4 separate regions of the Mus musculus genome follow, and regions 2, 3 and 4 are each linked to region 1. Evidence: chromatin contacts called from public HiChIP or PLAC-seq and promoter capture Hi-C data. All regions are on one chromosome and are shown on one strand. The core of a region is the stretch at or near the end of the contact, and the rest is flanking DNA. Distances in the headings are between cores, read along the strand shown. Region 1 holds the start of Rabif (RAB interacting factor). Region 2 holds the start of Shisa4 (shisa family member 4). Region 3 holds the start of Zc3h11a (zinc finger CCCH type containing 11A). Region 4 holds the start of Timm17a (translocase of inner mitochondrial membrane 17a).

What was found. Promoter capture Hi-C pulls out the DNA fragments that hold promoters and counts their contacts. HiChIP or PLAC-seq counts read pairs in DNA pulled down with a chosen protein or histone mark.
Region 2: a contact with region 1 is called in an HNF4G HiChIP or PLAC-seq map of pancreatic cancer cells. The contact joins the promoter of Shisa4 here to the promoter of Rabif in region 1. A contact is called at or near these places in 1 of 39 promoter capture datasets (pre-B cells) and 2 of 115 datasets of contacts at active chromatin or transcription factors (embryonic forebrain and pancreatic cancer cells).
Region 3: a contact with region 1 is called in a promoter capture Hi-C map of pre-B cells, with 2.8 times the contacts expected there. The contact joins the promoter of Zc3h11a here to the promoter of Rabif in region 1. A contact is called at or near these places in 3 of 39 promoter capture datasets (the C10 cell line, hippocampal neurons and pre-B cells) and 2 of 115 datasets of contacts at active chromatin or transcription factors (embryonic stem cells and memory CD8 T cells).
Region 4: an H3K4me3 HiChIP or PLAC-seq map of bone marrow-derived macrophages shows a contact between it and region 1, with 4 times the contacts expected there. The contact joins the promoter of Timm17a here to the promoter of Rabif in region 1. A contact is called at or near these places in 1 of 39 promoter capture datasets (liver) and 3 of 115 datasets of contacts at active chromatin or transcription factors (bone marrow-derived macrophages, large pre-B cells and memory CD8 T cells).

What each region holds. Positions count from the first base shown.
Region 1 is chr1:134,492,624-134,498,155 of GRCm38.p6, reverse strand. It overlaps Rabif (RAB interacting factor), which reads right to left and starts at 3,517. Exons shown (of 2, transcript NM_145510.2): 1 at 3,347-3,517. The coding sequence starts at 3,472.
Region 2 is chr1:135,372,221-135,377,752 of GRCm38.p6, reverse strand. It overlaps Shisa4 (shisa family member 4), which reads left to right and starts at 2,690. Exons shown (of 5, transcript NM_175259.4): 1 at 2,690-2,864; 2 at 3,204-3,375; 3 at 4,468-4,601; 4 at 5,389-5,532. The coding sequence starts at 2,792.
Region 3 is chr1:133,659,114-133,664,645 of GRCm38.p6, reverse strand. It overlaps Zc3h11a (zinc finger CCCH type containing 11A), which reads left to right and starts at 3,247. Exons shown (of 18, transcript NM_001276767.1): 1 at 3,247-3,409. Zbed6 (zinc finger, BED type containing 6) reads left to right here and starts at 3,761. Exons shown (of 1, transcript NM_001166552.1): 1 at 3,761-5,532. The coding sequence starts at 5,049.
Region 4 is chr1:135,310,483-135,316,014 of GRCm38.p6, reverse strand. It overlaps Timm17a (translocase of inner mitochondrial membrane 17a), which reads left to right and starts at 2,278. Exons shown (of 6, transcript NM_011590.2): 1 at 2,278-2,321. The coding sequence starts at 2,296.

The DNA.
Region 1 (5,532 bases), core at 2,268-4,767:
GGGCAGTGGTCCATGCCTGTAAGCCAGAAGGATTGTTAAGTTCAAGACCGTCCTTGGTCGCACAGAGAACTCAAGGCTGGCGTGGCTTTATAAGACTCTGACTTTAGAAAGGGGGGAGGGGAGGGTAAAACCACAAAATTCTGATCCAGTATATCAATAATAATCCGTTATTCACCCCAGACTAATAGCTTTTATGAAGACCAAATTATTTCCTAAGTTCTCACTATGCACACAGCCTGGGTATAGAAGATACACACGTGGATAGGACACAGGCCCTCAGAGTCTAGTGGTGTAAGTAGCAAAAGGTACCAAGAGGTCAACTGAGGTAGCAGAGGTGCCAGATATTTGCAATGTAGGGTCTAGGGTTTCTGGAACTTTGACTTTCTGAAAAATTGGGCCAAAGAATTCTTAGCTCTGAGGGGTAGCCTCACATGACACAAGACAGCAGCCTACTGAAGTCAGTAATACCCCTTCCCAATTCTTACCATGGAAAATATCTGTGTTTGTCTCTAGACTTTTCCCTTTGGGGAAAAACTTACTCCCAGGTGGAAAACATACTGCCTTAGACTATGAAATGCACGGCAGAGTTATCACCAGGTCCTGCATCATGTCGATGCTGGGATGGTTTTCAGAGCTTTGCCATGCAGACTACACTAGACTACCTTACAGGTGAAAATGCTATGGGCCACCTCTAAGGAGACCTCTTCATGCCCTGTCTCTCTCCAGGTTCTCTTAAATGGTGAAAGGACTGCTTTTTTTTTTTTTTTTTTTAAAGTTTGGTTTTTTTTGAGACAGGGTTTCTCTGTGTAGCCCTGGCTGTCCTGGAACTCACTCTGTAGACCAGGCCGGCCTCAAACTCAGAAATCCGCCTGCCTCTGCCTCCCAACTGCTGGGATCAAAGGCGTGCACCTCCACCGCCTGGCAAGAACTGCTTTTATAATCTTAAAGATTTATTTATTTTTACTTTATGAGCGCTTTGCCTGCATGTGTGTATCATACCCATGTCTGGTGCCTGCAGAGGGTGGAAAAAGATGCTGGATCCCCTAGATCCAACTAACTGGAGCAACAAAGAACTGTGAGACACCTGACATGTGCTTCAAGAACTCTTAACCAGTGAGCCAACTCTCTAGGCCTGGAAGGGCATCTTCGCATCTTCTCTTTGTTTTTAATTTTTTCCTATATTGAGGTCAGCCTACAGAGAGAACCAGACTGCTCAGACACTTTCCTCCTGCCTCCTGGAAGGTCATCCCTAAGAGGGCGGAGTGTCAGCTTGCCTAGACTGGCCTCACAGTAATTTCTCAACAGTCCAGGGAACGACTAAAGAGCCATGTTGACACTTCATAGGGATTCAGTTTTAAAAATGTGTGTTCCAAATGGTTTGTTCTCTGTAAAGGTACTCTGTTGAGAAACAAAATATGATTTGTAATATACAGTTTAATTTGCTTACAGGTTCCCTCCTATGAAACATCTATTTAAAACACATGACACAAAAACTGTAACTATAAACTATCTTTTTTTTTCTTTCTTTCTTCTTTTTGGTCTTTTGAGATAAGTTTGTCTCTGTGTAATAGTCTTGGCTGACCTGGAACTTACTATGTCGACCAGGATGGCCTCTAACTCACTGAGCTCGCCTACCCCACAGAGTGCTGGGATTAAAGGTGTGCACCATCACACCTGACTACTACAAAATTTCTTTTAAGAAATGTCTTGACTTTTTAAAAAAGAGTTACTCAGTTCACAGACAGGGTCTCATTATGTACCCCTTTTAGCTTTGATCTCACTGGGTAGCCAGCCCTAAGTGCTAAGATAGGCGCAGGCCACCACATGCCATTCGGGAACATTTAAGTTTCTGTCAATTTACACAAGCAGGCAAGCTGCCATTCGAGAACAAGAACTGTCCCATATAGGAGGCACTGTGCTCACAGTGCCAAATCTCCCTATTCATCAACTTGGTCAGAAGGAGCAAGCGCAAGGTCATGGAGGTTCAACAGCTCTTCCGGTGTTAATAAGTGCGCAGGTCAGGATCCAGTTCCCTGGCTCAGCTCCATCCCTCCGCAAGGCCACTAACTTTACAAAATAAGTGGAGAACTCTACTACCTGTCCGAGTAGTTCTTATTAAAACGGACTTCCACCCACTCCACAGACAAGGCCATCAGAACACGCTCTTGCAGCAGACACTGCTGTATGTGACTCTCCACCACTTGAAAGAACAGTGGCTTCTTACAAACCATTTATAATGAGGGTCTGAAAGCAATTTAGTTTGTACTATCCAATAGGATCGCATGTTACACTTAAAAAAAAGGGCTCAGAAACTTTTTTTTTCTTTCAGTTTTCTCATTGGGGTGATGGTGGTTTAAGACACTTATTTTAAAACCCTACCATACGCGGCTCATACCTTTAATCCCTAGCAGTGGGGAGTCCAGGTGGACCTCTTAAGTTAGAGGCCAGCTGGGTCTACAGAGCAAGTTCCAAGCCAGCCAAGGCTACATAGGGAGACCCTGTCAAACAAACAAACAACTTAAACACACATACACACACACACACACACACACACACACACACACACACACACACACACACGGGGGTGGGGGACCCTTAGGATTCAGATTCCAGATTACCTCTTATCATCAGGAGTGTGCTTTCTCTTTCACTTTAATTAAAATTTAACTTTATAAACCTTTCACACACACACACACACACACACACACACAAAATCCTACATGAAAAAGTCCTAACTGCAAGAAAAGAATGGTTAACCTTCGAAATCTATTCGAAATGCCTCGTCCTGGGAATTGTATCTCGGGGGACTTAGAAAAGTTGGGTACTAGCAGTCACTCGGTGTGAATTCTCTCCACCAAACTTGATCCTGGAGCTCCTCTGGGGAGAAGCAAATGAGACAAGTAGGGACTGAAAGATGGATAAAAGCTATGGTGGGAAGGAAATCCAGTGATTCTTAGGTGCCCTGGGGCGACACCGAGTGGTGGCTGGAGATACACCTGCGGGGTACAGCAGGTTAGCCAGAGCTCCAGGAAACAGGGGGCTAGGGTTCGTCCCTTAGCTCGCGCAGGATACCCAAAGCCTGGGGGCGGGTGGGCCGCCTAGGACAGGCACACCCTCTGAGGGAGTACTCTGCGAGAGAGAACAGTTTAGGGGACCAGGCAACTGTGCCTCGACACGAGGGTCCCAGTCCCCAACCAAGCCAGTGGGCGGGGCCTCACGACGCGGGGAGGGGCAAAGACGCGCAAGGAAGGGCGCGGTCTCCGGAAACCTGGGAACCAGGAGCAACCCGGAGCCGCTGGGTCGCTCAGGACAGCGCGACTCTAAGCAGCATCAAGCACTTTCCTACCTGCCGGCGAGAGAAAAGAGCAGTCCCTGGCTGCAGCACCCGAGAGCCACAACGCTGGCACAGCACCGCCTTCCGGTTCCGGCCCTCGGCTGACACGAGCTCGTTCTGCAGCTCGCAGGGTTCCATCGCCGTGCCGCCACACCATCAGCCACAACGGCGCACGCGCGATCTGAGCTGGCTCACCCGGAACTACGCTGGCGCAGGTCCCTGGGGGCGCCCCGCCCGTGCCTCTCGCTGTACCTCTGCGCAGGCGTCTGAACTCTATTGCGCAGGCGCCTTTCTCTATTGCCGGACGGAAGTGTCAGGAGTTACTTGTGACAATCCTTTTTCACTATACCTGGTCTCCCAGGCGCCCTTAATATTGGCCTAAGCAAATCACTATGGCTAGCCTTACCACTAACTCTTGGGATATTTCCCTTGCCTCATGAGTAGATGGCGATAATTCGGGTCAGGTCACACCTCAGCAAGATTTAGATACAAAACAATTGCTTTCTATGTAAGAAGTATGTATAATGCTTAGTACATTTAGTGTTGCGAAAAGTGTGATAATATTAAGCCTAGACTAATAGTGGCCATTTATTAGGTAGCAAAGCGTTGCTTATAGTAATTTTGAAAACGTCATTTCCTTAGAGGGTATGCCCTCGGGCATAATACAGGAAGAAGGCTAAGGTTTGCAATGTGTATAGGACATCAGAACGAGGGAATTAAGCCACCTTACTGTTCTAGAATGCAGTCTTGCTCCCCTGTTAGTCCCACATTACATGATGATGGACATTGTGTATGTGAGAATAGTAACCTGAGAAGGTCATAGACTCAAATATAATAGAACAATTTCAGAAATGGATTAGGAAACAGCTGTCTAGGATGTTGGGTCTTTTATCTCTGTATTTGTTTTTCAAGGCAGGGTTGCTCTGTGTAGCCCTGGTTGTTCTCAGACAGATCTGGCCACCTTAGCTGGGATTAAAGGCATGCACAACCACTGCACACCCACTTATTTATTTAAAGATATTTTTTATAAGTGTTTGGCTTACATGTAAGTGCATTGTGTTTGCGCCTGTGGAGACCAGAAGAGGGCACAAGATGTCTGGAACTGGAGTTACTGACTGTTGTAACCTTCCACATGGGTGCCAGGAACCCAGCCCAGATCCTCTGAAAGAACAGTCATCAGCTGGCACTCAACCATGACTCATCTCTCCAGGCCCCGTAGGTATCATTTTAATTAACCATTTGGTTGTCAGGAATGAAAGATTTTAGACACAGGGTACACTAGAAAAGGATCAAATTTAAAGCTGGGCAATGGTGGCACAGCCTTTAATCCCAGCACTTGGGAGGCAGAGGCAGGCAAATTTCTGAGTTCGAGGCCAGCCTGGTCTACAGAGTTAGTTCCAGGACAGCCAGGGCTACACAGAGAAACCCTGTCTTGAAAAAAACAAAAACAAAAACCAAACAAACAAAAAAAGGGATCAAACTTAAGAATGGTTTGTAAACCAGCGACTAAAGCATATTTCTGCGTAGAGAGAGACTGTACTAATGAGATCGGAATGGTAGAATATGCCCCCTCAACACCACGGATCTGATGCATGTTAAGGAAACTGAACTTTACAGTACAAGATATGGAAATCTATGGAGCTTGGGGACAGAAACACATCAATATTTGCCAATAATTGGCTCTATATTAAGCACTGTGGTAACCACATCTGAATTTCAGAAAGAGCTGCTGATAAAGTAGACAGTGGTGGAAAAGTGTAAAGGTTAGGACATCAGTTACTTTACGTCATAAGGGAATGGATTTAACTATGACAGAACTGTGTAGAACTCAGATGATGATCATACAAATAAAGTTTCCCAGGGCTAGGAAACTGATTGATCTTGAGTTCTGTGAACAGCTTGCTTTACAAGCATGAGAACAATTCAGTCATGGTGGCACTAGCGTGTAATCCTAGTGATGGGCAGAGACAAAATTTAGAAATTTTGGGGACTCAATGGCATACGCAAGCCTGGCAACTGCAGTCAGATCCCTGGAACCTGCATAAAAGTCTGAGAGTTGACTCTACTGAATTGTCCTGACTACACACACACAGCTACCCTCATACTAAATTAAAACAAGGAAAAAACGAGGTGGATAGTATCTGAGGAACAATACTTGAGGCTATCCTCTGCCTCTACCACACAAAGGGGATGCTTAA
Region 2 (5,532 bases), core at 1,441-3,940, 880 kb before region 1:
TAAAAGTAATAAAGTGTTTTGTTTTTTATAAACAAGATACCAGTGCTGGAGAGATGGCTCAGAGGTTAAGAGCACTGACTGCTGTTCCAGAGGTCCTGAGTTCAATTCCCAGCAACCACATGGTGGCTCACAAACATCTGTAATGACATCTGATGCACTCTTCTGTTGTGTCTGAAGACAGCTACAGTGTACTCATATGCATAAAATACATAAATAAATCTTTAAAAAGAAACAAACAAGATACCGAATAATACAGAGACAGGCAAGGTGGATCTAAAGCACTCACGTAGAAGAGAGCAGAGTCAACTTGGGACAGGAGGGACAGTCCTTTGCTGGGCACCTACTTCCGCAGCTTGGTGACAGTAGCCTTGCTTTCATGGAGCTCATGATAGAGGAAGAAGGACAGCAATGGGTGGGCAGACATAGGTGGTACTGAGTCAAGACATGTCCTTGGCAGTGGTATTTATGACTGTCCAACACACTCCTGCCAGCCTCTTCTGGTGGCCGGAGCATGCTTCTCTTGTTCTCTCTCTCTGGAAGGATGTGCCACCACCTACAAGAATAATTTTAGGGCTATCCTTCCGTGATTTCCTTTCCCTAACTCACTGGCATTCTGCTTTGCTGCCCATGACCTCTGGTTCCCTCACCCTGAACACCAGGAAGCATTTTCGGTCCGTGTACCCTTTAGCTGAAAGTCAAGATCCGCCTGTGTAGAGATAATGGGCCCTACTGTTTGCTTCACCATTTGCTACTCTACCTTAAACCTTTAACATTTGAGTTATAGTCTGTGATGGTAATGATAGAAATATTTACCAGTGTGGCTTAGCTAGGGGAGTTGTGCAAAGAGTCCGATGAGGTAGATGCCCAAATATTAGAGGGCCTTATGGCGTGGGCTTCAAAGACGACTCGGCAGTTCAGAGCACTTGGTGCCCTTGCTGAAGGAAGACCCAGGTTTGGTTCCCAGTGCCCATGGGATGGTTCACAACTACCCATAAGTTTAGCTCCAGAGCATCAGACACCCTCAAGGGCACCAGGCATGCGTGTAGTACACATGCACACATGCAGGCAAATACTCAGACACATAAAAAATATTTTCTTAAGTGTCCATGGCAGGAGACTAAGGTAGCCATTACTCTGCCTCAGCTGATCGGTAGTCCTGGTCAGGGAACTGCATGCAGGTGGAGCATGACTACTCCACATTCTGTAACTACCTGTCTGTCTGGCAGCAGTGAACGAATGCTTAGGGACTTTTGCTTCCTCTTTAGCTGTCAGAGTATTGAAAGAATGGACTCCAAGAAATGGACCCCAGGAACTTTCCGCTGGGTGAGGAATTGGTGAAGGCCCAGGGGCATACAGAAAAGGCACATATCTCCTGGTGAAAGACTTTACAGTTTGTCAGTAACCTTGCAGGAGCAACTAGGAGCCAAGGCAGTAATGGGCAGGGGAATCACATCTTGCCTGGACCACTTAGTCAAATATCTTACTCTCTATTTAAGCTTTGCCCTTACTTGAGATGGACTAGGATCTTTGTGCCGAGACCCCTCTTGGGGTTAGAAGCACCCTTTCACACAAGGGTTGCCCAAGACCATCAGAAAACAGATATTTACATTACATTCATAACAGTAGCAAAATTACAATTATGAAGTAGCAATGAAAATAATATTATGGTTGGGAGTCACCACAGTTTGAGGAACTGTGTCAAAGGGTTGCCACAGTAGGAAGGCTGAGACCCACAGGACTAGGGCATGGAAAGGAATCACTAGATCTCCATGACCCTCTTTCCAGTGTGGCCATATTGAATACATTTCACTATTAATTTGGTTATTTTAATTGTCTATTGAGGGTAATTGTCTAAACCTGGCTCGTTGGAGCCCCAGGCTCTGACGCTGAGTCCTGCATCAACTCCACACGAGTTGGTAAAGGTACATTGACTTTCTTCTTTGAGACTTTCCACCTGTAACTAACTGTTGACCCTGATAGCTTATGTAGTATTTTTTGCAGGCTTGCTCCATGAAGAAAAAGAGTTTCCACTGTAAAGTGTTTAACTGGCTGTGTCTCAAGTGGCGGCGGCCACCCCTACCGGTGAGGAGTGAGGCTATAGTTGGAGCTGTCCATTCAGAGGGAGAAGGGGCCATCTCAGGAGCCAGTGCAGCTGCCAGGGCCCAGGCCCTGTGGGCACCGATGGGGACAAAGCTTCTCTGAACTTCCTCTCAATGGATGCCTGTTTCTAGGAATGGGGGCAGGGTGACGCTGCCCCATCCTCCCCCTGCAGGACGTCCAAGACTGGACACCAGAGCAGAGGAGGTCCCACACAAGGGAAGGTGCGGCCCTGCCCCTCCAGAGTTGGCCCATGAGCTGTTCATTAGGAGGTGGCACCAGGATCAGTGTTTCTGGGGTCTGGGATAATGATTGGTCTCAGGAGAGAGGCGGGCACAGGGTACTGCCAGGCCTCCCTGACCGCAGTGACCAGCTGTTGGCTGTGCCCTTAAGGGCTCAGACTAAAGGAGTCACCACACTGTTGTGGACAGAGAGAGCAGGGCTGTGTCTTGGGGTGAGGGGTACCAGGCCGGTGCTGAGGCTGGGTGGGCGTCGCTGGTGGGCAGACCCCTGGGCGGGGCCCTGGCAGGGTTACTGCAGGCGGGGCGTTAGTCCCGCCCCAAGAAGGCGGGAGAGGAGCCAGAGCCTGGCCGCGGGCTGGGCGGTGCTGCAGCTCCCGCCGGCCGGCTTCGTCCAGCTTTGTCCTGCGGCCCCTTTTCCAGGCCGTCCTGGCCGCGCCCAGCCCCCTCTCGCCATGCCGCCCGCGGGGCCCCGCGGGACCGCGCCGCTCGCAGCCGTCGTCCTGCTGGTGCTTGGGGCTCCTCTGGGTAAGGGATGGAGAGCGACACGAGATGGGTGGGGTGGGGCGAGATCAGGGAGAGGTGAAAGGGACCAGCCATGTCCTCAGAGGCTATCTTCCGGGTGTCCATGCCCCCCAGATGCTTGCGGTTGTTCCCGGAGCAGGAAAGAAAGGGCGCTGAGAGGTCAGGCAGCGGGAACCTGACCCCCAGGCGCGGGGTTCAGCTTCAGGGAGAAAGGGGCTTCTAGGACTTCTAGCTTAGGGTAGAAACAAAAGTGAGCTTTCAGCTTGTCAAGGCAGTGAGATTGAGGGTGGCTAGAACTGAATTGGACTGGTGTCCACTGGGCACCTCCACCCCTGCCCGCAGCGCTGGCGAGTGAGGACTGCTTGTGGTATCTGGACCGGAATGGCTCCTGGCATCCGGGATTTGACTGCGAGTTCTTCACCTTCTGCTGCGGGACCTGCTACCAGCGGTACTGCTGCAGGGACCTGACCTTACTCATCACCGAGAGACAGCAGAAACACTGCCTGGCCTTCAGGTGGGCTGCGGACTCCCACTCCACCCCCTCTCCGGAGGCCTCCTGCTGGCTCCAGTGCCCACCTCCACATTCTTAACTGCAGGAGTCACCAGGACTCCAAATGGTGACAGAGCTGGGTGGTTGGTGTTAGTTACCATGGGCTTGCCTGGGCTGTTTCCAGGGGCTTTCTGGATCCTGACAGGTCCTGGGAGGGAGTGTGCTGAGTTAACACTAACATTCAAACAGCAGAGTGCCTTGGTAGACGCTCTGGTGAGAGGGCAGGAAGACTTGGGTTTTGTTTCCAGGCTGGTGCACTGTGATCCAGCTAAGGCGCTTGCCCTCTATAGAGTACCGCTACCTTTTAAAATAATATGGAAGTTGCTAGCCCGGCCTGGTGGCTCGCACCTGTAATCCCAGCACTCAGAAGGCTGAGGCGGGAAGATCATCACTAAAGAGTTCCAGACCAGCCTGGGCTACAAAGTGAGACTATCTCAAAAACGATAACACCACCAAATAAATAAATAAATAAATAAATAAACAAACAAATAAGAAAAGAAAAGAAAAGAAAAGAAAAGAAAAGAAAAGAAAAGAAAAGAAAAGAAAAGAAACAGTTGCCAAAATTAAAAGTTTTGCTAATCCTTCCCCCATCCAGCCCAGGGCTAAGGGTAGGCCCTCAAACAGGCCAACATGCTACTTTAAGCTACACTCCCAGCCCCCAAATTAGTGGTTTCAAACTTTTTAAAGGGAGCTGCAAACACATAAAACTGATATAAGGGGATTGCAAGCTCTTGTAAGATTTGATGATAATGGCCCTTCATTATTTCAAAGGCTCCATTGAGGCCAACATACTTTAAACCTAACCAATATAAAAGCAGTGGTAGGTGGGCACACTACAAATCCCAGCATGCCTCATGCCAGCTACCCAGACAGCATGGCCTCCTGGGAAGTAGAGGTCTCTTAGAGCTACTTAACAAGGTGGGCAGAATTAATCCCACAGGGAACCCCAAGACATAGCATGCTGTGGCTCCCTGCTGGCCAAGAGTTGGAGTCAGCTCCGTGAGGAGTTCCTCTTATGAATGTTGGAAGGTGAGAGGACCTGTTTTTTGTCTAAAGTCCCAAGACCATAGCAGGCATCGCCTCTGCTGTAATCCTCTTTGTTGCTGTGGTTGCCACCACCATCTGCTGCTTCCTCTGTTCCTGTTGTTACCTATACCGAAGGCGCCAGCAGCTCCAGAGCACGTTTGAAGGTACGCACAGAGTCAGGCAAGATGAGTCTGAAACGGGCTGGATTGACTGCTGTGATGGGCACCAAAGGGACGAAGGACTGGTGAATTCTGTAGTAGTGAGGGTTTCTGTGTGCCTGAGCATCGCCAGTGGGAAATGTGTGCAAGTGAACCCTTGAGCGTTAGACTGCATCCAGGAATGTATGGGAGCGAGTCAGTGTGCCCTTGTATGTGCATGCACATGAACTTTCAGTCGTGCGCAGGAATGCATCCGTCGGTGGTAAGTGTGCAGTAGGTATAAGCACGTCTGGGGCTGAAGTGGGGTCTGTAGTAGTGAACACTAACTGGGCCGTGTTCAAGTACTTCGGATGTATGTTTGAGTGTTGCATGTAACTGCCCAGGCCTGATAAACATGGGGATGATGACACCATACAGGAGATCAGCATGAGGGGAGGACCACCTTAGAGGCAGCTATGTTGGATTACAAGATACCAGCATCTGGAGCTGCCCATCTTCTACCCAAGTGGGACTCTCCCAGGCTAGCCTGCCTCCTGAAGGCTCTCTAACCTGCTTGCAGGGGTGGGGTAGGAGTGGGGGAGAAACAAACTTGCTCAACACAGACTGACCTGCTTAGCTTCATACATAGCTCCCTGCTCAACTCTGGGCAAGCAGACTTTGGGAGGCAAAGGCTACAAGTGGCCACCCAGCAGCCTGCCAGGCAGTTGCCAGAGTGCTTACCTTGGTCTCCTGGATGGGAGGAGGTTTCTATGGGAGCTGGGTATTTAAATGCGGATCCTTGTCCCTCTTCTAGGCCAGGAGATTCCTATGACAGGCATCCCAATGCAGCCAGTATACCAGTACCCCCCGGATCCCAAAGCTGGCCCTGCACCTCCACAGCCTGGTTTCATGTACCCACCTAGCGGCCCTGCTCCTCAGTATCCCCTCTACCCAGCTG
Region 3 (5,532 bases), core at 1,998-4,497, 830 kb after region 1:
ATGGACTTTCCACTGTTGACTTTCTTTGCTGCTTGGGTTTTTCTTTCACTCCTCCACACAAAATGGAAGGTAGAGATTGCACATCAGCCCAGAAAGTAAATTTTTTGAAGGAGCTTCCAAATGTAGAAGTTTTTCACCAAAAAGGCCTGAATTCTGGGCTGAAGAGATAGCTTCTTGAGTAACCGCTAACTCCAGGACCTCAAGGCCCTGAGTTTGATTCTTAAAACTCATGGGCAAGCTCAGGCATGCCCTGGGGTGTGGCACTGTGAAAAGTAGCTTGGTCCCCAGTTGAGCTAAGGCTTGCAACTCCAGAGACCCTGAAGGGACAGTAGAAGTTTCACCTGATCCCAGGCACCAAGCCCCTGTCACTAACAGCAGCCCCCTATAGATTTGTGACCATCAGTCACTGAAGCACAATACCCCAATCCCTCCACACGTAGAGGACATGACCCCTCCAGGTTCTCCAGGGTTTCAAGCCTTAGTTCAACAGGGGGACCAAGCTACCTTTCACAGTCCCACAGTGGGGTTACAATCCCAGCACTGGTGAGACTGCGGCAGGTGGGGTCCTGGGGCTTGTTAGCCTGCCTGCAGTTCCAGGATGGTGAAAGATGGTGAGAGGGGACCATGGCATCTAAGGGATAATGCCTGAAATTGTCCTCTAACTTCCACAGGTCCACACTTGTACACCCTGCACCCCCAGTAATCTAAATCTCTGGTGAACGTTCCCCACCCCCCACTCTCTTTCTTTCTGTCCTGCTCATGTTAAAAACTTCAGAAGACATGCCAATACTCGGCCTGCATTCCATCCCTTTTAGGTACAAATGGGCTGGAGCGAAGAATAACAGCTGTCCCTTTCACTGAAGCATGCTGGTGTTATAGTCTTCCCACACTCACACACACATCTATCTGGATCATATAAGAATTGAGTGTGTCACTTCCGTGTAAACCACGGCTTGATGCTTGGTGTTCACTGCCTGAGAGATACTTACCACATCTTCAGGAGAACTCCAAACTGCCATATGGACAAGGAACATACCCTATTTTGGAATTCTCCAATGCCTAGCTAGTACAGTTATCTAAATATAGCTGAGGGCCAGCTGCACAGGCCTGGAAGGACTGCAGCTGGGAAACTGGGGCAGAACAAGAGGTTCACAGCCAGCCTGAGCTATAGAGTGAGACTGTCTCGACATACAACAAAAGCAAGCCCTCCCCCCCCCCCAATCCCAGTAATAGCAAAAACAATAAACAAAGCAAAGGTTTTTAGAGCACCCTGGCTACCCCTGCATAGGTTTGTCATTATGACTTAAAGTTGCAAGGTCAGATGTCATTTTTGTTTTGTTTTTCCAGATAAGGTTTCTTTGTGTAGCCCTGGCTGTCCTGGAACTCTCTCTGTAACCAGGCAGGCCTTGAACTCAGAGATCCACCTGCCTCTGCCTTCTCAGTGCTGGGACTAATGGTGCTCGCCACCACGCCTCGAATGTTTTGTTGTGGATTTTATTACATAGTCTTGATTAGCCTGTGGTGATCTTATGTTATTGTGGCATAAGAGCTGGAATCAGGGGTGTATACTACTATACCAGGCCCAGAGGCCATTTCTTTCCCAAAAACTATGTGCGCGAGCGTGTGTGTGTGTGTGTGTGTGTGTGTGTGTGTGTGTGTTTCTGTCTGTCTTCATATTAAAGAAAAAGTACAAAATAACGTGAATAATGAGAGGTAGTTGCTCATATTTTTTTCCTTCTTGTCTCTCAACCTTCGTAAATTCCTCCTTCCCCACTGCTCTTCATAACTTCCTGACACCCCCAACTTGGCGATTGAACTTACAATTTTATTTTCATTTTTTAAAAGTGATTGTTGTCGCCGGGCAGTGATGGCACACGCCTTTAATCCCAGCATTCAGGAGGCAGAGGCAGGCAGATTTCTGAATTCAAGGCCAACCTGGTCTACAAAGTGACTTCCAGGACAGCCAGGGCCACACAGAGAAACCCTGTCTTGAAGAAAACAAAAACAAAAACAAAACAAAAAAAAGATTGTTGTCTGATGGGTGTTCCTGTCACAGTATACTTTTAAATGTCAGAGGACAACTTTATGGGTTTTGGGGATGGAATTGAGGCATACATGGAAAGTGCTTTACATACTGCACGATCTTGTAACTTTCTTATCAAACATGGATTATTTTTCTAACACACGTTGTTTTAAGAAAACAAACAAATGGGCTGGAGAGAAGGCTCAGTGGTTAAGAGCACTGACTGCTCTTCCAGAGGTCCTGAGTTCAATTCCCAGCAACCACATGGTGGCTCACAACCATCTGTAATAGGATCTGATGCCCTCTTCTGGTGTGTCTGAAGACAGCTTCAGTGTACTCATATAAAATAAATAAACCTTAAAAAAGAAAGAAAGAAAAAAAGAAAGAAAGAAGGAAGGAGAGAAAGAAAGAAGGAAGGAAGGAGAGAAAGAAAGAAAGAAAGAAAGAAAGAAAGAAAGAAAGAAAGGAAGAAAGAAAGAAAGAAAGAAAGACAGACAAAACTAGCCAGGCATGGTAGCAGATGCCTGTGGCACTAGCACTCAAGGAGAGGAAGAATTGCTAAAGATTGGAGGCTAGCCTGGTCTACAGAGCAAGTTCCAGGTTAGGAGTTCATAGTATATCTGTCTCAAAAGCCAAAACAAACAAACAGATAAATGTGATTAAGTAAAGGAAAGCATCCAGAGCAGAACTTCTGCTATGGAAGTCCTTCAACTTTGCAAGAGAAAAGTAGTTTTTGTTTTTGTTTTTGTTTTTGTTTTTGTTTTGTTTTGTGATACAGGACTCTCTAAATAGTCCTGGCTGTTTTGGAACTCACTATATAGATCTGGGTGTTCTCAAACTCACAGAGACTTGCTTGCCTCTGCTTCTTAAGTGCTGCCACAACAGGTCAGTTAGTTCGGAGCTAATTTTTAATTAAATGTCTATCAGGTTTGGAAGGCTCATTATACACACTCTGGTTAACATAAATTGAATGTTTGGTATCTGGTAGACAGGTTTCTTGCTTCTCTCCTTGATTTTACAACAAAACAAAACTTTCGTGAAGAATAATTTTCTGATAGGCATCCGGGTCCACAGAAAGAAATTCCGGTCCCCGTGCCTCCGTGACACGTGACCCTATGACCCAAGAAGCCATTTTAAGGCTGGCCTCATAGAGGAAACTACAACTCCCAGAATGCCTGCGCTTTGCGTCGTGCTGGCACTTTCACTGGCCCAGCCTTAAAGGCGAGCCTGTAGCCGGGCGCCATCTTTGACGCTGGCAGTCCTGGGTTTCTGCTTGTTCGGCTGCTGTGAGGACGGCGGGCGACCGCAGCTAAGAAAAGAGAAAGACGTGGCAGCACGCGGGAGTCGGAGACATTGTCATCGGTTCGGTAAAGTTTCTGTTCTCTGGTAACTAGACCCATTTTTTGATTCCCGGGTGACTTGGGGCCTGGGAGGGAGAAGAGGGCGAGGGGAGTGGCAGCGGCCTCCCCTCGCCCGACTTTCGGCCTAGCCCGGGAAGTCTGAACCGGGCCCATCAGCACGGCAGCTACCCGGACTCCCGCCGGCGGCCCCGGCCTGCTGGGCTCCTAGGCAGACTTCAGCTCACTTTCCCACCCTCCCTGCCCCCACCCGCTCCGCCCCACCCCCACGGCGCCTGCTCCCTTACTTACCAACCTCTTCCCCCTCCCCCCACATCCGGTGTTCCCGAACCGGGATTCCCGGGTAGCCCCGGAAAAGCGACTGTTTCGGACCCCCGGAGGGGGAACTGACACTAGGTTGCTCTCTTCCGGGAATCAGTTTCTTTAGTTAGCTGGCCCTCCCTCCCGAGATCAGATCAAGTGCCTGGACCCGACTTTACCTCCTCGCCTTCCTCTCTAGGGTCCCACTACTTTGGAGGTTTTCTAATATTCCACATACAGAGTCGAATTCTGGTATCCTATTCCCATTCCCTACCCTGATTACTCTCCCGCCCAAGCCTTCATCCTCGAAGTCAAGAGCTACAGGGACTCTTCGTTCTTGTAGGATTGGTGAGATCGTACGAAGAACACCCCTTAGACGCCCATAATCGGTGCGGATCCCCATGGGGAAGGCTCGTTTTGTTGACATCTACCAGGCTTTGGTTCTGAACCCAGAGAAGGCGGCTGTGCAGCTAGTGGTAGCCATGCTTTCGTAGGGTAAACGTGTTGGTATTGAGGGGAGGGGAGGGGGCCCACGGAAAAGGAATGGAAGTGGTTTAAAGCTTATTTTAGTTTGGCTGCTCATAGAATGTCAATTTATGAGTTATTTACAGGTTGTATGTAATGTTGCTTCAGTCTAAAAATATGAACTCTTGATAGAAACCGTAAATGAAGAATATAGCTTGTTACCTTGTTTTGAAATTTTATTTCCAGTTAATTTTTCTTCAGCCACCTATAGTTTTCAAAATATCAGAACAGAAAGGGCACAGCTAGCGCTTACTGCTAATGCCTAGTATGTGGAATCTGATTTAGCTGGCCGGAATTGACTTTTTAGGTTGTATTGGCAAGTCAGTCTTAAATGATGACTGTTGAGTGGTGCACTAAGCTTAAGTGAAATTTCCTGAAAATATTCCCGAAGTTAAGGGAAAGCCAGTGTTGTTGTCGTGTGGATTCACTAAAAGTACATATTTTAAGAACTGAAGGCATTTCCAGCAGATGAAGTTCTTGATTCGGCAGCAAGAACGTGAACCTGCAATTTGGAAGACTTAACCTTTAGCTGCTCCAGATCCCATGACGGTGGGAAAATGGGCCTCGGTTCTCTTTTCTATAACATAAGGACACTGGACGATTTGAATTTGAAAGTTACAAGAACTCCTAAAGCCCTGCAAGACAGAGTTTGGGAATGTTCTCCATTGCTGTCATTTTTCCTCCAAAAATAACCTGGCTTGGAAATCATCAGTTGAAAGGGAATTTGACTCCCCATAGAAACTGGAGGAAAGGTAATACAAGTGGAGAGGGTCAGCTGTATTTCTGCCAGAGTAATAAACCCACTGAGAGGTTCTGGTCCGCATTGTGGAGACATAAAGAGAATGAGTGTATGTACTCTAAGTGTACCAGTTTCCTCAATCTCTCCTGGCAGAAGATGCAGTACTTTTGGTGATGCTGGGATTCTGGGGTGCGTTTCCATTAATTCAAACACAGACGAAGACGATGTGGTAGAGGGAAAGATGGTGGCAGAAGGAGCGAATAAAGAGACAAAATTGCCTGCTAAAAAGAAAAGAAAGAAGGGTTTGCGAATTAAGGGGAAAAGACGCCGAAAAAAATTGATTCTTGCCAAAAAGTTTAGTAAGGATTTGGGGTCTGGGAGACCTGTTGCTGATGCCCCTGCTTCGTTAGCTTCCGGTGCCCCTGAGCAAGATGAAGAAAGTCTTTTTGAGGGCAACATAGAAAAGCAAATCTATCTGCCTAGTACCAGAGCCAAAACCTCCATTGTGTGGCACTTCTTTCATGTTGACCCCCAATATACCTGGAGAGCAATTTGTAACCTGTGTGAAAAAAGTGTCAGCAGGGGTA
Region 4 (5,532 bases), core at 1,029-3,528, 820 kb before region 1:
TAAAATGTTCACATTTTGTGTGTTTACTTGAATACCATGGCAACATGGAACATGGAGGTCATAGAACATAGGTGCTGGTTCCTTCCTTCCACCCTGTGGGGTCTGAGGATTGAACTCACGTCAGCAGACTGCAAGCATCTTTACTCACTGAGCCATTTAGCCAGACTGTGTTGGATTTTTTCTTTTTTTCCTTCCTTCCTCCCTCCCTCCCTCCCTCCCTCCCTCCCTCCCTCCCTCCCTCCCTCCCTCCCTCCTTCCCTCCCTTCCTTCCTTTCCTCTTCCCTCCCTCTTTCTCTCTCTTTTTTCTATTTTCTTTTTTTTTCTTTTGCCCAGGATGGCCTGGACCATGCTCTGTAAGTGGGGATGAGTTTGAACGTGAGATCCTCGTCTCCCCATCTCTGCTGGGATTACAGGTGTGTACCGCACCCAGCTTCAGTTCAAAATTTTAGAGACATTTTGTTGCTAGTCTGTAGCTAGAAACATTTTGTTGCTATTCTGTAGCTCTATGGCTGGTTGACTCTTATTTCCAAAAATCTGAGCGGGGCAGTGGTGGTGCACGCCTTTAATCCCAGCACTTGGGAGGCAGAGGCAGGCAGATTTTTGAGTTCAAGGCCAGACTGGTCTACAGAGTAAGTTCCAGGACAGCAAGGGCTACACAGAGAAACCCTGTCTCGAAACACCCCCCCACCCAAAAAAAAGTCTGGAAAATATGTCATTTGTCACTGCAGTCTATTACTTATTACATTGGCTTTCCTATTAAATAAGTACCTATATTTAAAAAAATAATTAAAACATGAGTATTTTGTCTGAATTATCTGTGTATCATAAGTGGGCCTGGTGTCTGCAGAGGCCAGCAGAGGGTGTTAGATCCCCTGAAACTGGAGTAACAGACAATTGTGAGTTGCCATTTGTGCTGGGAATTGAACCCCAGTCCTCTAGAACAGTCAGGCTCTTGATTGCTATGCCATCTGTCTAGCCTCAAATATCTAGCTTTGTTTTGTTGTTGTTGTTGTTTTTTTTTTTGAGACAGGGTTTCTCTGTGTAGCCTTGGCTGTCCTGGAACTCACTCTGTAGACCAGGCTGGCCTCGAACTCAGAAATTTGCCTGCCTCTGCCTCCCAAGTGCTGGGAATAAAGGCGTCCGCCACCACGCCCGGCGTTGTTGTTGTTTTAAGGTGGAATGGAACAAGAACTCCCTTTATAGCTGGCAGTGACTGTGTTTTCCTGATAAGGCTGGTGAAACTTCATACTTTTAGCTTTTTCTTCTTTAACAAGGGAAGTCTGGAGTATCTCAGGATGGCTTTGAACTCTAAATGCAACTGAGGATATAACACTGAACTTCAATATGTGCCACCATAACCGTGTGTGTGTGTGTGTGTGTGTGTGTGTGTGTGTGTGTGTGTGTGTGTATGATGCTGGGGATCTGACTTACCAACTTAAGTATGACTATAGCCCTATTTTCAGTCTCTTTTCTCTGGGCTAAACATATCTCATGCTTTCTGGGTTATCCTTTGTGGGGAGGCATGGAAGAGGATCTGGCACCAACGACCCCCAAAATCAATGGTCTCAAATTGGCCATGGCTCCTGAAATGGTCCAATTGTCTCTATAAGATGAACACTTATTTTCGGGCTGCTAAATTGGCTCAGTGGGTAAAGTACTCGCTGTCAGCCCTGACAATTCCAGTTCTGTAGACTCTCCTTAGACCTCCATGCACCCACCAGATCCCGTACATACATCAATTAATAAAAATAATCTTTATTTTAAAAGTTATCTATTACATTCCAGACATTATGACTATATAGATCTGCTCTAAAAGAGCTACATATATTTATTAAAGATTCACTGTTCACGGCAAATTAAGTAGCACTATTAATAAATACCTGACAGCAAAAGCACTTTTTAAAAAATAGCGGCTGGATAGTGGTGACACACACCTTTAATCCAGCACTCGGGAGGCACAGGCTGGCTGATCTGAGTTTGAAGCCAGACTGGGCTACATAAGCGAGTTCCAGGGCAGAGAAACTCTGTCTCGAAAAAAAGGGCAATCAATGTTTATCCCAGGCCACGGGGCTGATCTGAACTCTGTCACTCAGTACTCCGAACCCCCGAACCTCCACGCCCTGGCCGGGGAGCCTCCACGCTCCGGGTCTACAAGGAGTCCGATTGCCATTGGCTGCGGCAGGAAGAGATGCTCCAATCCCCGTCCAGTAGCACGCCTCCGCCTGGGATCACTTCCGTCGCGGGGATCAATTTCCGCCCAGCGTGCCGTAGACTCTCGCGCGGGTTGGAGCCAAGATGGAGGAATACGCGAGAGAGCCGTGGTGAGTTGCCGCCGCCGCCCTTGTCCCTTAATTACCTCCTCCATCCGCCGTGGTCGGAGTCTGAGGTGCAAGCGGAGCTCCGCGCGGCTCGGCGCCGAGATCTGGGCAGCTGTGGGTAGTGTGGATGAGCGTGACAAAGGTGGCTTTTTAGCGCAGTGTGCCAGGACCCCAGCACCCCTGTGACCTTGTGGTGCATTGGGAGGAGGTCCGGTGCTGGGCTTGGTGGAGCTTTGGAACCTCCTCCCTATGGCAGGTGCTGTCGACTTTGTGCGGGGACAATAATGATCCCTTCTGCCTGCTGAGGCGACCTTGAACACGTCCCTAAGCCTCGCTCTGCTCAGTTTCTGCCTCGACGAAGGGAATGTAGATCTCCGAGTGCCATACCCGAGGCCTTATGCCTATGAGGACTAAGTGTCCCCACGATGAAGCATTTCAAATGAGTAGACCACAAATTTCACCCAACATCCAAGGGGGCTGGATGAGCTCCTTGTAGGCTGAAGCGGCCTTTCCTATGTGGAATTCCCGAAGAAAAAAGATATATCAGTATGTGGAAAATAGGAAGAGATGAGCTGCGTGTGTTCTCTGAAAAGCCATGAATAGACATAAATTCATTAAGTGTTTATTAAGTAAGGGCTGTATGCTTGGCTCAAGGTGTAAACAAGAGTAAATCAGGCATAGCTGTTTGCAGTAAATTAATGTAATAGCTGTCGAGTCTCAACAGTTGTTTGAATAAAGCCTCAGGTGTCACAAGCTAATAGATCTTGGTATTCTGGGTTTTTGTTTGTAATGAGCGTCAGGGTATTATCCTCAAATAGTGTGTCTGCCCAGGATTTTAAATTATTATTTGGTGGCACTCCCAAAAGTATGCTTCAGCCTTCTGTCCTCAGAGGAGGTTATCTCCATGTGTTGGGGTTGGATATGCAGGGTTTAGCTGGACTGTATAAATTGGTACTAGATGCCGTATAATGACACAGATTAGCAGGAGGGGTAATTTTGATACATTTGAGTTTTCCCCAGGTCAGGTGGCACAGGCCTCATGAGGTAGAAGCAGGAGAGCCAGCAAGTTTAAGGACAGCCTGGGCTCCATAGCAAGTTCTAGGGCAGCTGGGGTTAGACCTTGTGTCAGACATATTTTCATCAGAGTGCACTGTGCATGCTGGTAATCTCAGCACTTAGGTTCTAGGCTAGCCCAGGATACATAGCAAGGCCATGTCTTGATGTTTGATAAGTTACTGGACATTCCTTTTTTTTCTTGGTGTGTTCTGAGGCCAGCGCTGTCTGAAACAGTAGATGGTTTAATCATTGTCATAATACTTCTTTGTTGCTTTCTCGGAGTGCTTTAGGATCTATAAATAGAGTGGACAGAGTTTGCGGGGGGTTGGAGTACCAACTTTTGTGCTTAAGTTGGCTGTTCTAGTTATTTATTCCATCTGGGGCAGGCTACTTAACTTCTGTGTGAGCCTTCGTTCATTTGTAAAATACAGAGGAGATAGTCCCAGTCTTTTTATCAAGTTAGAAGATTATGAATTCTAAAGGGAAATTAGTCATTATTTAGATTCTAGTGAGCAATAATGGCAAGTTTAAAAGCATACTGTTGCCGGGCGGTGGTGGCGCACGCCTTTAATCCCAGCACTTGGGAGGCAGAGGCAGGCGGATTTCTGAGTTCAAGGCCAGCCTGGTCTACAGAGTGAGTTCCAGGACAACAGGACTACACAGAGAAACCCTGTCTCAAAAAAAAAAAAAAAAAAAAAACCCAAAATAAATAAATAAATAAAATATACTACTGTTATAGTGATGGACCAGGTGCTGGCTTACTATAGCGCTTGTCTTTTATAGGGAGGGACCATAGTTTGGGGGTTAAGATAGAGTTTTACCATGTAGCCTAGGCTGGTCTCTGTCTCTTTCTCCCAAGTACATATCTCTTGAGACTGTGTGACACACTGAGAAATTTCTTCTACTTCTAATGGACATACTACTTACAAACGACTTCTTGTTGTTGTTGCTAACTTTAGACTTCGTTGTAAAATTGTTTATAAGCCCAAGTAAACCTCTCTGTGCTTGCCCAGGCAGCATGTGTGTGGGAACCAGGATCAAGGAGTGGGTGAGGAGGCGGAGTCACTAACCTGGCCAAACAGATTCCAAAGGCCAGCATTGAGGTGCAGAGCTACTGTATTGCACAGCAGCCAGGGTTTTTATACAGCCTTTGGACTGATGGAGAGTTGACAGGAGCTCTGGAGTAGCCAACCATTCCATTGTCACTGGGGCGGTGCCAGGCTGACAGAGCCTGGGGGGACGTCTGTGAAGACAGGAAGCAGCCAGTGCCCTGTTTCGGGCCCATTCCCACTCATTTGCTAGGGTCTTCTGTTTTGTGTCACATGCTGTGCCAGTGGACGCTTGTACTCCAGAGCGGTGAAGCCTCCCTCACTTCCTCCACCCCATTGATAGACGACAGCATCTATACACAAGAACACTATAGAAACAACAGTTTTAATGTTTGTTTCACAGAATTCCTTTAGGTTAGAAACATGGTGGATGATGTGTGCCAGCAGTGCACTAGACTCCCAGCTTCTTATTTGGAAGGAGATGGTGGTAGAGAATTACAACTCTGCTGAGAGTTGCTTGAAACAGAATTTACCCTGTACTGTGGGGGTAGGGCGTGGGGTGATCGTGTGTGTGTGTGTGTGTGTGTGTGTGTGTGTAGGCTTTGTGTGATAACAAAAGAGAAGCTTACATAAATCCTTACAGAAACACAGTTGACTTAACAAGGCTGGAGATGCTGTGTGTCAGGTCCTGGAGTCTTATTAGCCGGATCCTAGAGGAGTGAGTGGTTTTACTCGCATGGATTACTCAGGTTTCAGTATTGTCTATTTTAGGGGGCTGCATTTGGATGGTGGGTTTACAAGTTTAACTTCTAATTGTCAAATATTCAAGTGTGGTTTTTTTGTTTTTTGTTTTTTGTTTTTGTTTTTTTTTTTTTTTTTTTTTTTTTTTTTTTTGGTTTTTTGAGACAGGGTTTCTCTGTGTAGCCCTGGCTGTCCTGGAACTCACTCTGTACACCAGGCTGGCCTCGAACTCAGAAATCCGCCTGCCTTTGCCTCCCAAGTGCTGGGATTAAAGGCGTGCACCACCACACCCGGCTTATTCAAGTGTGTTAAATGGATCTAATGCAAAACTTAAGCTTAAAATGCTATTTTGAACTTCCTTTTTTTTC